Regions from separate parts of the Mus musculus genome. Here region 1 is linked to region 2. Evidence: chromatin contacts called from public promoter capture Hi-C data. All regions are on one chromosome and are shown on one strand. Each heading gives the region's core, a stretch centred on a gene start, on an enhancer-like site or on the middle of the called end of the contact. The rest is flanking DNA. Distances are from core to core; before and after follow the strand shown.

Region 1 (2,700 bases), core at 84-2,583, 730 kb before region 2:
TCAGAACTTCTGAAAATTCTTGATCTCTGCTGTGGCCTCATAACACTTTATTGCCAATCTGTAACACTGTGTGTGTGTGTGTGTGTGTGTAATCCATGAGTTGATATTAGTAATTAAGATAGCAGAATAAGAATCTGTGCTTACCCGTGAGGTTACCAAAGAAAGCAGGCATATGTATGAAATTGTTGCCACAGAAACTATCGTACTTTGTGAATTTATCATTACTCAATAAATTCTGACATTGTTGAAACATGTTCGGATGTTACATAGCTTACAACACATACATGAAGATAACATATAAAATCCAACACTCTATATGCTAACCTAAAAAATATTTTTAAGAAGCTTTCACCCTTACACTAAATCCTGGTGATGTCACACACAGGGTCTTTTCCTGGAGTTTGATGAGGGCTGCGCTGTCCACGTGTTTCGTCCCCAGCAGGGTATCTAACAGTAAGTTCTGCAAGTGACTCATGCTTCTTCGGCTCTGAACCAGAACCTGCAGCTGAAGACTCCACGAGGGACAATACAAGTGCTTCTTGTGTACGTTCCAGCTTATTATCAGTGTGTGTCCTCTAAAACGGTGGACGAGTGAAAATAGTGGTCCATCATCCAGGGTTCACCAGTACTCAGAGGGGAAGAAAAACTATTATAGAAAAATCAGAATTCACAGAATGGTTTATGAAGGTGAGTTTGAAAAAAAAATCAGAGCCTCAATATTTTTATCTATTTAATGATTTACCTGAGATTTAAAAACAAAGGTCTATGCCTATTATTTTGGGTACTCTAAGGGCAGGAAGGTCACAAGTTCAAGGCCAAAGAGACCCTGTCTTAGAAAAATAAAGATCTGCGAATAAGTCCTCCATTCAATTCTCAGCTCCGCAAAAATGAACAAACAAATAAATAAAAGTAAAATAAAGTAAAAACAAAAAAAAGCAACCAGTTATCCACAAAATCTCAAAACCACTCAAGGTGCACCACCGATTTAAAAAAGATACTCTTTTCATTCCTCCTCCTTGGCCAGCATCAACGCTGTAGACAAGACACCGGTCAACAAACCTGAGCTCTAAGACCACCTTGGAGGCTCTTTAGAGCTACATTTACTGCTCATGTGCTGCCATCTTGGACGGCCCTCAAAGGGTCAACCGCCACAAACACTCTTTTGCCGCAGGTTCCTAGTAAGGCGAACGACTCTCTCCCGCCGCTGCCTTCGGAGGACTAATTGATGGGAGGCCGGTAGCCTAACTGAATCCTGAGTCCTGGAGGCCGGGAACTAAACACAGAGTAGGGGCTACAAGAGGAGACGAGGCTCCGCTAGGGGCGGGCGTAGCACGGATCTGAAAAGCTGATTGGCTGCGATAGCTGCCTGTTAGCGCGAGACAGTTCCACTGCCTCCTTTTCGACTCGCCTCGCTCCCAGGCCAGAGGGCTGCACTGCTCCGTGCTGTTCGGCGAGGTGCGCGCGCGTTCTCGTCTTCCCGCTGGCCGAGGGGCGCGTAGGGGTGGCGCCGCGTCCCAGGAGACAGAGGTCCGAACGCCCGCGCGTTCCGAATCCAAGGTCTCGGGCTGAGGCCGCGGGCTCACTGTGGTGCGGAGAGCCGAAGGGCAGGCCCACCGCCAGAGGGGGCTGAAGGACCTGTGGAAGCCTGCGCGGCAGGACGGCCCGCGCACGCGGTCTGTGTCGGAGCCGGCGAATCGCGAATCGGGGGCCCGGTACTCCCGGGTGAGCGGGCCTGGTACCCTAGATTCATCATGGGCGCAGACCCACAAGTCTTCTTCTCCCTCACATGCAGGCCCCGGGGAGGGCTTTGGATCTCTTGGAGCTTGAAGGTCCCAAATTCCCTTCTTTCTCTAAGTTCATTTGTCAGTAGCTTGAAAGCGGCAACTCATCAGCATTCATGTCATATCAAACCTAGAAAACTGCTGGGAACTAGATTCCTAGCCAGGAGGGCTTCAAGAGAGCCCTGTTTCAAGCCAATTGGAAGGGACACATGGACGGGCAGTTTTCCAAGACTCGTTCCCTAAGTGCCCAAGGTCATGAGTGTTGATTATTAAACCGCGGAGAAAATTACTGTGAATTTTAATTACAAAATAAATGCTATTTTAGCTTTTCTAGGGACTGTGTTACTTGATGACCACAATGAAAAATAGGAGCCAAGATGATATGGTGACGGGCACACTCCCCAAGCTCAAGAGCTCCAAAGAATGGTTGGAACCACAGTCGCTTTCTTTTATGGAGGTACAGTTGTATGACTGTTGAGGTCCTTGCTTAGAGATGTGCCTTGTGCATAAGTTTTATTTTTCTTTCTATTTTACTCTATTGGATAGAACCTATCTATCCCCATTAACTCTACTAACTTTGTTACTTACTTACTTTGCTCTTTAAGAGCTTAAAGTAGAATCATATACCATTGATTATAAATTTTAACAATATAACAAAGCTGATAAAAACCTACTTAAAGCCGGGCGTGGTGGCACACGCCTTTAATCCCAGCACTCGGGAGGCAGAGGCAGGTGGATTTCTGAGTTCAAGGCCAGCCTGGTCTAGAGAGTGAGTTCCAGGACAGCCAGGGTTACACAGGGAAACCCTGTCTCGAAAAACCAACCAACCAACCAAAAACCCCTATTTAAACCTGGATATGTTGTATTTTTCTTCCTAAAGAGTTTTATTAAGGTATAATTGGTGTAAAATAAATACACT
Region 2 (2,700 bases), core at 180-2,679:
GAGAGAAAGAGAGAGAGAGAGAGAGAGAGAGAAAGAGAGAGAGAGAGAGAGAGAGCGCTGGACTAGTGTGGGCTTTTGAAACTTCGAAGGCCATCTCCATTGACCATTGACACACACACCCCCAACAAGAACACACTTCCTAATCCTCCCCCAAACAGTTCTACCAATGAGGGACCAGCATTCAAATATAAGAGCCTACAGGGACTCTTCATATTCCACTACAATCCGTTCAAACCAGGACAACTTCCCCCAGTGATGGACTGTAAAGTTTAATATGACATAAACCCTTTCTTAACCAAGTGTTTTTTTGGTCATTCTGTTTATCAAGGCAACAGGAAGCATCAGATTAGGAGAGGTGCAGGTGGGTTGGTGGATGTGTCTGGGGAAATGAAGCCAAAGAAAAATAGAAAATGCTGGTTTGGGGTGCAGTGAGCACTGTCTTGAGCACCGTCTCCAAATCCAAGGACTGGATCTCTCTGGTTTGATCTTTGCTTTGGGGGAGAAAAAAAGAAAAAGAAAACAATATGTGGTGCCCACTATGTACTGTAGGTTCATGAAATTTCTCAACACGAAGCAAGGCTCAAAGAGGCGCCGACAGAGAAACCCTGTCTCAAAAAACAAGACGAAACAAAACAAAACAAACAAACAAACAAACAAACAAAACGAAGGTCATTGCATTCAGGCCCTTCTCTAATTTTTACGGTCGGGAAGAAAACAGAAAGCCTCCAGCAAGAGGCAAGAGGAGAAATTAAGAAATAGAAATAGAAAAGCCAGAGAAACAGAAGGCAGAGATATCCAGGGCTGGGGCGTTGGCCTGGGGTTTAAGTCCCTTTGTGGAGGGGATGCTGGCTGCAAAGCTTGCAGATTACACAAATCTGGAGAGGAAAAACCAAGCGGACTTCCTGCAGCCTTGGAGGTTGGGAGTGTGCTGTATTTCCTGAATACCTGACCCAGGTAGCAAACAGAGTTTGGGGCCCGCAGAAAGAATAGGGTTATGCCTCAATTTCTGCTCCTTAGGTTCCCTAAGCCGGTTCGTTTGAGCAGACTGAATAGAGCACACCTGCAGCTTCCAGCGCCCGGCTGACCTGGTGTGGGGTGTGTGTGTGTGTGTGTGTGTGTGTGTGTGTGTGTGTGTGTGTGTGTGTGTGTGTGTGTGTCATCAGTTTGAAGGACACGTCAGCGACCCGCGTAAGAGCTGAGCCAGGAGCTGGAATTCGGATGGATGATCTACTGAGTGAACGAAGAACCTGGGCTTCCTGGGGCGTCAGGTAGGTAAAAAGGCTCGCCCCATACTGAGGAAAGGAGAGGGTCCGGGATGGAGGCGGGGCTCTTGAGGCAGCCCGCCAGTGGCCAAGGGGGCGGGGCGTGGCAGAACACAGCTCCGCCCCCTGCGCGCCGCCTAGCTTGCGGACCAGAGCAGGAGGCGGCAGCCAACCTCGTCGCTGAATGGGCGGGTGGCGTCCCGCTCTGTCCCGCCCGCCGCCGGCCCCCCATCGGCTGCTCCCGCCGCGCCCCGGTCTCCGCCCGCAGCCGCCTGAGCCCGCCGGGCTGTGAATGAAAGGCAGGAGCGGCCAGGACTAGCAGCCAGCGACGCGGCTACGCCGGCCTCCCCAGAGGCGCGCTCCCCGCGGAGATGTACGGTAAGGAGGGCTTGGCGCCCCGGCTCGGGCCCGCAAACTTCCAGACACGGACCTTTGTCCCCCGGAGTGGCCCCCGTCGCAAAAGCGAGAATGCCGACTTGGTGCCAGGCTAGGCTGGTTCAGTCGCCTGTGCGTACGTCTGTGCCGAGAGGACAAAGATGCCTTAGGCCGGGGGACTCTCTGGTCCCCTGAGATCCCTCGGGCAGGCGTGTGCAGGCGCTAGGGGCGGTGGTCCGTCGCCAGGTAGGGACTCTGATGGCTGAGAGGCACCCGGCTTTGGAAAAAGCGAGTATCTTCGGAGCTGAGCCGACAGTGTTGGTGGAGGTGATCGGGTGACAGTATTTGCAGAATTAACAAAGAGGCTTGTGCTTGGGAGTTTGATGCGCGAAAGTGGTCCAGGGTAGGGGAGAGCTGCTCACTGCCAGTCTGCTGCCAGGCTCCTTGGATGTGGGAGGCGGCGCCGGCAGTGCAGGAGCTGGCGAGCGAGCCGGCGCTGGAGGTTCATCTCTCTGAGCTGGGTGGACTTGGCCTCTACCTAACACTGCTGCTAATGGTATTCAGGCTTCCCAACTTCCAGATTGGCCCTATGGAGGGCTGATGGGGAGAGATGCTGCTTCGAGGGTTTCTCCCAATTACGCAGCCACCGCCCCCACGAATGTGTGGCAGCTCCAAGACCCTCACGGTTCAAGGCTCTGCTTGCTCATTTGTCAAGAATTTCTCGGGTTCTACAGGCAGCGTGGATGAGGAAAGCGCTCCTGGGGTCCCACTTTGCAGATCATAAGAGTGGACTAGTCTAGGAATCGGCTCTCTACCAAGGGTACATGTGTGCGTGTATTCCTGTGGACACAGTTTACTAGAGCCCAGGTCTCTGGTAGTTATTCTGAGGCCAGCAGAAGAATTGGAGCCCTGTTCTCCGTCTCCTACTGCAGGGTAGGGGCTCGGGCTGCACCTGAGGAGTGAGTGATCTAGAAGTGCATGTTCCCAATTTAACCCATTTCTAAGGCTGCTGGCTGCCTCTGCGAACAGACCATGAGTCACAAAGTTTGTTAGCACAGAGAGC

The links. Promoter capture Hi-C pulls out the DNA fragments that hold promoters and counts their contacts.
Region 1: a promoter capture Hi-C map of liver shows a contact between it and region 2, with 3 times the contacts expected there. The contact joins the promoter of Pfn4 here to the promoter of Efr3b in region 2. A contact is called at or near these places in 3 of 39 promoter capture datasets (cranial neural crest, hippocampal neurons and liver).

Annotation. Positions count from the first base shown.
Region 1 is chr12:4,767,928-4,770,627 of GRCm38.p6, reverse strand. It overlaps Pfn4 (profilin family, member 4), which reads right to left and starts at 1,333. Exons shown (of 4, transcript NM_028376.4): 1 at 359-1,333. The coding sequence starts at 475. Fam228b (family with sequence similarity 228, member B) reads left to right here and starts at 1,394. Exons shown (of 7, transcript NM_175431.5): 1 at 1,394-1,722; 2 at 2,107-2,238. The coding sequence starts at 2,131.
Region 2 is chr12:4,037,644-4,040,343 of GRCm38.p6, reverse strand. Efr3b (EFR3 homolog B) reads left to right here and starts at 1,429. Exons shown (of 23, transcript NM_001082483.1): 1 at 1,429-1,640. The coding sequence starts at 1,634.